Regions from separate parts of the Pan troglodytes genome. Here region 2 is linked to region 1. Evidence: chromatin contacts called from public HiChIP or PLAC-seq data. All regions are on one chromosome and are shown on one strand. Each heading gives the region's core, a stretch centred on a gene start, on an enhancer-like site or on the middle of the called end of the contact. The rest is flanking DNA. Distances are from core to core; before and after follow the strand shown.

Evidence for each region. HiChIP or PLAC-seq counts read pairs in DNA pulled down with a chosen protein or histone mark.
Region 2: a contact with region 1 is called in an H3K4me3 HiChIP or PLAC-seq map of stem cell-derived excitatory neurons, with 16 times the contacts expected there. The contact joins the promoter of LAMTOR3 here to the promoter of MTTP in region 1. A contact is called at or near these places in 3 of 7 Hi-C or Micro-C datasets (induced pluripotent stem cells and stem cell-derived neural progenitor cells), 1 of 1 datasets of contacts at active chromatin or transcription factors (stem cell-derived excitatory neurons) and 1 of 1 other capture datasets (stem cell-derived neural stem cells).

What each region holds. Positions count from the first base shown.
Region 1 is chr3:101,018,769-101,024,250 of NHGRI_mPanTro3-v2.0_pri, reverse strand. It overlaps MTTP (microsomal triglyceride transfer protein), which reads right to left and starts at 2,465. Exons shown (of 18, transcript XM_001167454.6): 1 at 2,291-2,465. The coding sequence starts at 2,432. TRMT10A (tRNA methyltransferase 10A) reads left to right here and starts at 2,411. Exons shown (of 8, transcript XM_001167367.7): 1 at 2,411-2,615.
Region 2 is chr3:101,349,130-101,354,611 of NHGRI_mPanTro3-v2.0_pri, reverse strand. It overlaps LAMTOR3 (late endosomal/lysosomal adaptor, MAPK and MTOR activator 3), which reads left to right and starts at 2,734. Exons shown (of 8, transcript XR_010156653.1): 1 at 2,734-2,954; 2 at 3,279-3,324; 3 at 5,276-5,310.

The DNA.
Region 1 (5,482 bases), core at 1,216-3,715:
CTCATTTGCTACCTTCCAGTCCCCATAGATACTATGCATTTGTAACCCATGGAGTAGTATCTCTTTGAGTCCAACCTCTTATATTAGCTTAAACTACAAGTATGTGCTCATTCTTTTTAAAATCTGTTTCTACTCAGATGTCCTGCAGACTCCCCAGAATGCACATATTTTAAAACAAAACTATTTTTTCAAAACCTATTTTTCTTTTCTTTTCTTTTTCTTTTCTTTTTTCTGAGACGGAGTATCACTCTGTCACCCAGGCTGGAGTGCAGTGGCAGGATCTCGCCTCACCGCAAGCTCCGCCTCCCGGGTTCACGCCATTCTCCTGCCTCAGCCTCCGGAGTAGCTGGGACTACAGGCGCCTGCCACCACGCCCGGCTAAGTTTTTGTATTTTCAGCAGAGACGGGGTTTCACCGTTTTAGCCAGGATGGTCTTGATCTCCTGACCTCGTGATCCGCCCGCCTAGGCCTCCCAAAGTGCTGGGATTACAGGCGTGAGCCACCACGCCCGGCCTCAAAACCTATTTTTCTTCCAGTATTCCCTAAATGACCCGGTTAATGTTACTGCATTCCTACAGTTGTCCAAGTTAGAGAAGCCCTTAGGGTTATTATCTCCTCCTTCTTCCTCATTCTATCCACAGCTTTTCAGTCATGTGCAAAACTATGACACGCTTAGGTCTTTGCTTTCACTGTTCCCAATATCTTAAACTTCTTCACTTTTCTGACACCTGTACAACTCCTACTTACTTTCCAAGATGAAACAAAATTATTTAATCTCCAAAACTATGTCCTCTGCCTCAAGGAGCATTTAGTTGCTTCTTTCAAAGTACAAGCATCTCAAGTACATGTTGTATGGTATTTATTTACTGCTGGCTCCCCTATTAGATTAAGGATTCCTTAAGCACAGAGAGCATGATTTCGTCATTTCTGTATCACCAATACTAAGACAAAACGCATAGAACTCGATACATGTGTCAAATAAATAAATACATAATTTTACAAATCAATGAAATTATTGTTTCACATGATTTCACCGTCTTAAACTTTCTATATGTTTCAATTTTTTGTTAAATTGACTTTTGCTGGTGCTCTTTTGGTGCTTACTTTGGATTAATAATAGAATCATTTTAAATTTTGCACCAAATGACTACAAAGTTAAATGTCTATGTCAAAAGAAAATTTATTGACTTCATTATTAGAATATGAAGTTTTTTTTTTGCTTTAAAACTTTGTTTAAAATATCTAAGGATGCCAGGTATTAACTCTGAAAAAACTGTATAATTATTTATAAAACAGATCCCATAGGAGCAACTGAACAGCTGTGGAAAGATTTGGCACATCACTTTGCCAGCCTGAATTTAATGACCTACATATGAAGGGCTACATATCCAATTACTAATCCTCCCTCAGCTACTCTTTGCCCTCATATGGAGGCAGCTGAAAAAAGATGCCCTACTAACAGATCAGAAGTGGATCCAGACTTTTTTGCCAGTGCTCAGTTAACAAAATCTTTTAGGTTTGAGATGAGGAAGAAACAGAAGAGGGACTCACAACAGTGTTATAGCTGACACAGTGTTTCAAGTAAAATTTAAGGGCTTATGGCAAGAGTGACTTTAGTTTTGTAACTAAAGTCAAAGAAATTTCGGCTCTTTTAGAGAATCTCAAATTCTGGATTTAATTTTCTATTCACTGAAGCCTTTAAACATGTTCAAATATCTTCAAGCATCAAGGATAATTTACTTCAAAATTATTTCTATATGAGAAGCCAGTCTTCTATTCAAGATGCAAACCTCATTCTTACCTTCAAATTCTGCAATAATCACCTATTAGAAGTAGAGGAGAAAAAAACTAAATAGAAAACGACAATCTACGGGATTGTATTTCATTTCTCTCTCAGTTGACATGATCTATATATAGCAAAAAGATTATATAAGGTCAAGTATTATAAACAATGAAATGTCATCTGGTGTTTTGCAAAACAGCATAGGAAAAATAGCTCAAGGAATGAATAAAGAGTAAAGCTATGGCTGTTTTACTTCAGCCATAAAAAAGCCTTACAGATTCTAAATTTAAATGCATTTTATTGTGAATCTGACTCACTTTTTGAATTTAATTTTCCACTTGAGTTATGTAAAATCATGTGATATGGTAATTTTCTGAATAAATTAAAAATAATATAGGCAAGAGATGTTTTTCTCTCATTTTCAACACAGAAAAATTAGGAGCCTTTCTTCGTTGTTTTTGCATTTTTAACAGTGGGACTATCTTAATTCCTTCATCCAATACTCACAAGAATATATGAATGAATACACGTCTGCAGGTACACACTTAATTCTTGAACGGGAAAAAACAGACATCACTGTAACTACCTCCCACTCCCAAAACACTAACTCCAGACCCCGCCCCGCATAAACCCCTCCCCTTTCTTCCATTGCGGGTTCGAAATGGGCGCAGTTCGATGACGTAAGACGCAACCGCCGTAGCCTCCACCGTGTAACTACCGCCCCTGCCTCTGGGAATTGAAGTTTCTGTGGAAGGAAGCGTGAGCCGTAACCAGGCCAACCCAGAAAGGCTTTCTTTCTGAGATTTCACTTCCCTGTCAACTCTTCAGCTCGGTAAGTGTCCTGGCACTGGTTGGCGCTCCCCCGCACTATGGTATTCTCTGGACGCAAAGGGGCGCGTGCCACACAGCCCCCTACTAGCAACAAGGGCTTCCGGGGGAGAGGGGAGCAGTGGTGTGGAAGTGGTTGCCTGCGGCGCTCTTGCTGAAGGAAATGACGTCGATGACAGGCGCCCCCCGCGGCCTACCCAGCTGCTCCCTGGTTCTCCAGAGACAGCTTAATCCCGTCTCTGAAATGCGTTTGCTGGCTGGGAGCCTAGAAGGGATAGTGGGCGAGGCTCCGCCCCGTGGTGGGGCGCTTTCCGTCGGCGCGTGTTTTGGGGTTGCCATCGGCCCGTAGTATGTGAAAAGTGAGTTTGCAAAGAATCAGTGGGAAATCTGTACTCTAAAGGGCCGGAAAGCGTGTTATGGCCCTGCCACTTCGTGGCTAGAGACCGTGGGCTTTACCTCTCTAAAGCTGCCTTACCTCATTTTTCCTGCAAAGGGCTGACGTCGCTGAACTCTCTGAAATGTAGAGAGCCCGAGGGGAAGTTGCTGCAGGTGCTGTGAGCTGAGGACAGTTTTATAAAGATCGAAGTGTTACTTGATTTCACTGAAATACTTTAAATTTGGGGATTTTTCTACAGATATGAAGAGGATGGCAACACATTACTTGTCACTTTCTGAAAGAATTTCCTCTGCCCCTTCCATTCCCAACCCTCTGCCCAAAAGGCTTGACAACTGAAGTGAACAAAGGGCTTTTCGCTCCTCCACGTTTAGTCCGCATGTCTTTAAAAAGGGCATTCCTGGCCGGGCGCGGTGACTCACGTCTGTAATCCTCGCACTTCGGGAGGGCAAGGCGGGTGGATCACCTGAGGTCAGGAGTTCGGGACCAACCTGACCACCATGGTGAAACCCCGTCTCTACTGAAAATACAAAATTAGCCGGGCGTGTTGGCGCATGCCTGTAATCCCAGCTACTGGGGGGGCTGAGGCAGGAGAACTACTTGAACCCAGAAGGCGGAGGTTGCAATCAGCCGAGATTGCGCCATTGCACTCCAGCCTGGGCAACAAGAGCGAAACTCCGTCTCAAACAAACAAGAAAGGCCGGGCGCGATGGCTCATGCCTGTAATCCCAGCACTTTGGGAAGCCGAGGCGGGTGGATCACGAAGTCAAGAGATGGAGACCATCCAGGCCAACGTGGTGAAACCCCGTCTCTACTAAAAATAACAAAAATTAGCTGGGCGTGGTAGCGCGCACCTGTAGTCCCAGCTACTCGGGAGGCTGAGGCAGGAGAATCGCTTGAACCCGGGAGGCAGAGGTTGCAGTGAGCCGAGATTGCGCCACTGCACTCCAGCCTGGGCGACCTAGCAAGACTCCCTCTCAAAAAAAAAAAAAAAAAAAAAAAAAAAAGGCATTCCTTTGCTATCGCTGTCAAGTCATTAATTCCAATCTGCATTATTCCCACATTCGTTGAGATTTTTCTGAAAAGGAGACTGTCATAAATTAACGACGATTATTTATTTTATCCCAATCCATAACTTAATGCAGTTTTAAAAAACTTTTTTTTTTCTTTTGGTGCTCATTGATGTAGGATGTGTCCTTGCCTTACAAAGTGAGATAGTTTGTAAGCCCACTTGATAACCTATGTCTGCGAATGAACCCCACAAATTTTTAAAATTTTATGCAGAAGTAAAATTTCACACACACACACACACACACACACATATATATATATATATATAATTTTTTTTTTTTTTTTTTTTGGAGAGGGAGTCTTACTCTGTTGCCCTAGTTGGAGTGCAGTGCTGCGATCATGGCACACTGCAACCTCTGCCTCCCGGCTTCAAGCGATTCTTCTGCCTCAGCCTCCCGAGTAGCTGGAATTACAGGCGTCCACTACCACGCCTGGCTAATTTTTGTATTTTTAGTAGAGACGAGGTATCGCCATGTTGGTCTTGAACTCCTGACCTCAGGTGATCCGCCCACCTCAGCCTCCCAAAGTGTTGGGATTACAGGCATGAGCCACTGCGCCCGACCTCACACAAATATTTTTATAGTTACTGTAAAATACGTTCTTGAACATTTGTTGAACTTGGTTGAATGAATGAAAATGTACTGTGAGCATCACTGCATGTGAGAAAGGAATGAAAAACTCTGCCATGGAATTTTATAAATTATTGCCCAAACTAAAACAATTAGAAAGCAAGTATACCTAATAAAATGCTGTTTTGCTTAACAGGTAATCTGAACACGCTAGTACATAGTGCAGTGTAGATATACATTATACTTATTGTATAGTGTAGACAGTGCGAGTTGGTAGATATCTTTGTAAAGTATACTATACGGAATAATTTATAAGATATCAGGTTAGCATCATTTTTGTTGCATTCCATTTGTCTCAGTGCACCTGGCTTATTTAAAGCCTAAAAACTTCACTTAGTACAGTCGTTTTCTTAGTTAGGAATAGTTTTAAAAAAGATGATGATGATGATGATGAAGATGTTGACCATCTCATGACCTTTCCTTGTGTTTGAGAGATTGAAACATTAATGTACTATGACAGGTCATATTAAATTTAACTTAAGACTTCTTAGATAGGAAAGGCAAATGCTCCCCCTGGTGTACATGACCTGTAAAACATTACATTGCTCTTTAAAAAGGCTTCACGTAGGCCAGGCCTGGTGATTCACGCCTGTAATCCCAGCAGTTCAGGAGGCCGAGGCAGGCGGATCATGAGGTCAGGAGTTCGAGACCAGCCTGACCAACGTGGTGAAACCCCTTCTCTACTAAAAATACAAAAATTAGCCAGGCGTGGTGGCGCGCGCTTGTAATCCCAGTTACTCAGAAGGTTGAGGCAGTAGAATCGCCTGAACCTGGGAG
Region 2 (5,482 bases), core at 1,485-3,984, 330 kb before region 1:
ATAGGTGTATATATATATATATATATATTTTTTTTTTTTTCCAGCTAATACCTCAAATGTGTGATTGTTTAATATATACCACACTATGTTTGCACAGAGCAGGGCTTCCATTAGCAGTGGATATTTTTATTTCTAACTTTGAAAATCAGTCAACACAATTTCATTGGTGTGAATTATTTGTTGCTCTTTTTCATATTTTAATGGAGAGATTCCTATTATAAGGCCCATGCTTCAAACATAATTATATCTTTCTATATCCAGCCATCTGGAAATACATAGGGGTAAGAAGTATTTCTTGAAATGTCCTTGTTTAGTAAGTTAGTAAAAACTGGGATGACTAGTTGCCAAGATGTCTTGTAACTGCATAGCAGATGACACCTGGCATGGCAAGTCTCATTCACTTCAGCACAACACTCTGTACATTTCAGTCTGATATTCTACTTTGCCATTTAAGGACACCATTAAAATCATAGAGATTTTCAGTGACATTGGAGTATTGTAATTATTACTTTCAAAAAATTATTTTTAATAGGATGATTAAACCAATGAGAAGAAACACACATAAATGATATTTTGCAGTTTATCTGTATTAAGAAATGCTTCTTGCCAATTTCTAGTTTTAGTTTTTGGATTGCTACATAAGACTTTCTTTCCATTTACTTTATGTGTTTTTAAAAGCTGCAGGTAATTTTTAAGGTTTGATGGAATTATAATGGAAGCCTTGTATAAGTTAAATGAAATTGGTAAAGGAGAGCTTACTTTGTCTATAATGCATTCAGGATTAAAAATTAGATTTTAAAATGAAATGTCTGATTTGTAAAATATTTAATGTTATATCAGACTTACATAAAATTTTCTGTGAGAACTCAAATGCATTTGATTTTTAATGAATGTTCTGAATGAAATATGAATTTTTGTCTTTCAGTCTCTGTAGTTTATCTCAATATATTAATAAAAAGGTCTGTTCTCACTGTAAAATGTTTGTTTTTATCATGTTTTGTACTCTTAATATGGCCACTCTTTCATTCATTCAACTATTCAACAAGTATGTCAATGCTTGCTATATCCCAGGCAGTGAGCTGGGTGCTGGGAATTAATCACTGAATAAGAAAGACAAAAACCTTAAAGAGTTTACATCTAGCAAAGAAAATAAATATCAAGTAAATAATTATAATTATGATAAATTCTACAAAGAAAATTACAGGGTACAATGAAAGCATTTATCTAGAAGACCTAAACTATTCAGTGAGGGTCAGGGAAGGCTTCTCTGAGAGTGAGTTTAAGCTGAAATGCAAAAGATGAGATTAGTAGGATTAAGGTATGCTAGAGAAATATCTCAGGCAGAATGTGCTAAGTTGGTAAAGTGATAAAAATCTTTATGGAAGTGAAAACAAATTTGTATGATCATAGCATAAGGAATCCAGGGTAGGTGAGAGAATTAAGATAGGGGCCAGATCCCCATAAGAATGATATATAAACCATGATGCTGATATTGAACTTTATCCTAAGTCAATAAACTTGATGTTCAAGGAAGGAGTTAAATGATGTGATTTGGGTCTTTAGAACATCATTTTTGTTGCTGTGTGGAGACTGGAGGGCAAAAGAGAATGTAAGAAGAATAGGAGGTTGTTGTCAAAAGAGAGATGATCATGGCTTGGAGTAGGGTAGGAATATAGATAGGTGAATAGTTTTCAAAGATAGGAGGTAGAATCAACACAACTCTGATTAGATTTGTGACATATGGAAGCAGCAATTGAAAACCAGGCTAAAGTCTTCTGAAAATTTGGCTATGAAAGGGAGTAGAGGAAAAACAGGGTGGTAGCTGAAAGAGGATGCGATTTCTAAAGAAGCTTTTCTTTTGAGGATCTCGCTCTGTCACACAAGCTGGAGTTCAGTGGGGCGATCACCACTCGATGCAGCCTCAAACCCTGGGCTCAAGGGATCCTCCTGCCTCAGCCTCCCGAGTACCTGGTGCACGCCACGTTCGGATAATTCTTTATTATTATTATTATTTGTAGAGATGGGGTCCTATCTTGCCAGGCTGGTGTGGAACTCCTGGGCTCAAAGGATCGTCCCGCCTCGGACTCACAAAGTGCTGCGACTACAGGCGTCAGCCACCGCACCCGGAAAGCCTTTTATTTTTTTCAATTATTATTTATTACATGAGACCTTACTAATTTTTAAAAATTCTGATGTAAAAGGGAACATAGAAGGTGCCCGTAATCAGTGTCTGCATGTTAAAAGTAGACGCTTGAAGTGCTCCAGAAAACCCATGGCTCCTCCCCATTCAATCTAGATAAGGCCTTCAGTAAAGAGCACCCATGGGGAAGTCACAAGAGCCTAGGAAACAGGTCAGAAACCTGTGGACCTGGTACTTCCAATCACAGGCAATCTGGTGCTTGCTCTTCAGCTCATCACACCATCCCCTCAAATTTCTTCATCTACAAGAAAAGGTTTTAAGATAACAGACCCTGCAAAACTAATGACATTTATACACCCTCTCTGCACAAGAATGTCTTGTAACACATAACCTTGCTTGCATTTTCTGGGTTCCTTAGGGTCCAGCGATCTTGTACAAATCCTCTACCCCACAGCTGACTTCCTTCGGCCCGTGACACAAGGCGCAGGCGCAAGACGCGGCCCGCGGTGGGCGGGGGAGGGGCGGGGCGCGTGCGGGGCGGGGGGGAGGGGCGGGGCGCGTGCGGGGCGGAGGGGAGGGGCGGGGCGCGTGCGGGGCGGGGGGGAGGGGCGGGGCGCGGCCGCCGGACGCGCCCTCGCAGCTTCCGCCGGGCCCCTCCGGAAATCCCGTGTCGTGGGGCGACGGCGGCGTAGAAAGTGCTTCCTGGAGCGCAGAAGAGGTCGTGAATCATGTGACGGTGGCTTGAGGAGGAACCTGTCTTTAAAGCTGTCCCTGAAGTGACAGCGGAGAGAACCAGGCAGCCTAGAAACCCCAGGTAACTGGCGCTACTTTGCCTGGTTTTGAGGCCTAGTCCCGCAGGTGGCGCGGGTGGTGAGATTAAACAGAAGGAGAGGGCCCTCTCTTCTTTTCTTTGGGCCTAGCTCTTTGGGGTGGAGGGGCAGGGATGGGGTGGGCTGAGGTAAGGTGTGCCAGCTGAGTACCTGTGGGGGTGCTGGGGCACTCCGACTCCCACTGGGCTCGCTGGGCCAAGCCCTAGAACCGCGGGGGTTCTGACCAGGGCTGATCTCGCGTATTAAGTTGTGGGTGGGGAGGACGAGGAAGCCAAAGAGGGAAGAGTCACCGGGAGTTTCTCTTCCAGGCGTGGAGATTGATCCTGCGAGAGAAGGGGGTTCATCATGGCGGATGTGAGTGACACCCCTACATAAGAGGAAGGGGAGAGTGGGGAATTTTGAGGGGCATACTGAGCGGGGAGAGGTAGAGCTTCCCAAGTAGAAATTTGTTTTGATCCTCCCAGCCCCACCCATCCCAGTTAATTATTTTCTCTGATATCTGAAGTAGGAGACTAATATGAATGAATTTGCAGGATCCTGAGTTTCTGCCTCGAATGGGGGTGTAGGACACTAAGGTGCTTGAGACTGAGAAAATTAGGTTCTCCCTACTCCCCAATCCAGCTGGGGCATAAGAGAGGCTCTGTATATTTACCATTTGAAATTCTGAATGATGGTTTGCTGCTTTTCCTGTCAGAATTTGGTCAGTAGGACATGTACCCACAATACTTTTTTCCAGTAAGTGATAACAATATCTCATTTGGTTTATTGTAGCAATTTACGATGATTTCTAACCCATGCCTCTTTAGAAACATGGTAACGTGTGTGTGTGTGTGTGTGTGTGTGTGTGTGTGTGTGTGTGTGTGTAGGAGGATAAAATGATCAGTCGGGTTTGGAGAATAGTAAGTGTTGGATGCTCAAAACAAAAGATACCTGATTAATCCATGTGAGGTCAAAATTGATACCTAAATTGTCAGTGAAATTCTTGGGATAAGAGAGTGTAATGAGACAAAATAAGATAGTCTTCTGGCCAATGCGGTTGCTTAGTCTGTAATCTCAGCACTTTGGGAGGCCGAGATGGAAGGATCACTTGAGGCCGGGAGTTCAAGATCAGCCTGGGCAACACAGCAAGACCCCGTTCTACAAAAAAAAAATTTAAAAATCAGCCAGGCGCATTGATACTTCTGTAGTCCCAGCTATGCTGGAAGTGAGGGGAGACGATTGCTTGAGCCCAGAAGTTGGAAGTTGCAGTGAGCCCCAGCTTAGAAAAATAAAAGTCTTCTACTTCTTTAGTCTTAACTGTGTTTCGTGTTAAACACTTGACACACATTGTCATTTATTTTATATTCTGTAAGACTGGGCTGGGCGCGGTGGCTCACGTCTGTAATCCCATCACTTTGGGAGGCCAAGGCGGGTGGATCACCTGAGGTCAGGAGTTCGAGACCAGCCTGGCCAACATGGTAAAACGTTGTCTCTACTAAAAATACAAAAAATTAGCTGGGCATGGTGGCGGGTGTTTGTAATCCCAGTTACTCGGGAGGTTGAGGCAGGAGAATCGCTTGAACCTGGGAGGCAGAGGTCGCAGTGAGCCGATATCGCGCCATTGCACTGCAGCCTGGACAACAAGAGCGAAACTCCGTCTCAAAAAAAAAAAAAAAAAATTGTTGCCTCACATAGTCATATAGAATTTATTTTAGGTCCTTAAACAAAATATTTTAAAAATTACGTTATAATAATATGCCTTACACTGTTTCATTATTTGTTGAGTAGGTGAGTTCAACAAATAATGAAACAATGGAAGGCATATTTTTATAATGTGATAGTCATGTGAGACAGCAGTCTTACAGAGGTCATATCACCTTACCCAAGACCATTAAGATGATGGTGGAAAGTCTATCTTTGAACATGGAAAGATGTTTATAACGTCTTCTCAAGTGAACACAATAGCAACAGGATGTAAAACACTAGTATGAAAATTATGATGTAATTTTATGGCTAAAATGTGTTTCCCATTTCTAGGTATGCTAATCCATGCATCTTCTCAATAAACTTTTAACAACACTTTTATGATGTAGGTTCTATATTAGCCCTATTCAACAAATAATGAAATAAGCTTAGCGAAAAAAGGTTGGTTAACTTACTCCAAGTTGCGTGACTAATAAACATCCAAATCAGACAGAGAAAGATAAAACACAGCAAGAAAAGTTATGAATGATAACTGAAGTTCCTTAAAATTTGGATAGGACAGGATCTAGAAAACAGTGGAAGGCCTATTATTACAACATTATTTTTTAATGCTCTCTTTCAGGACCTAAAGCGATTCTTGTATAAAAAGTTACCAAGGTAAGAAATTTTTAATTTGTTATTGAATAAATTCTATATGCCATATGTTAATTTTATGAAGTATTTTGTCTGTATTTTCCATGTTGTGAAGTATCTCTGAGATTTCCTTTAATATGAATATTTTTTGCCAGCCTCACGTCCTCTGGAAAATTTTCATCACAACCGCTTTCCT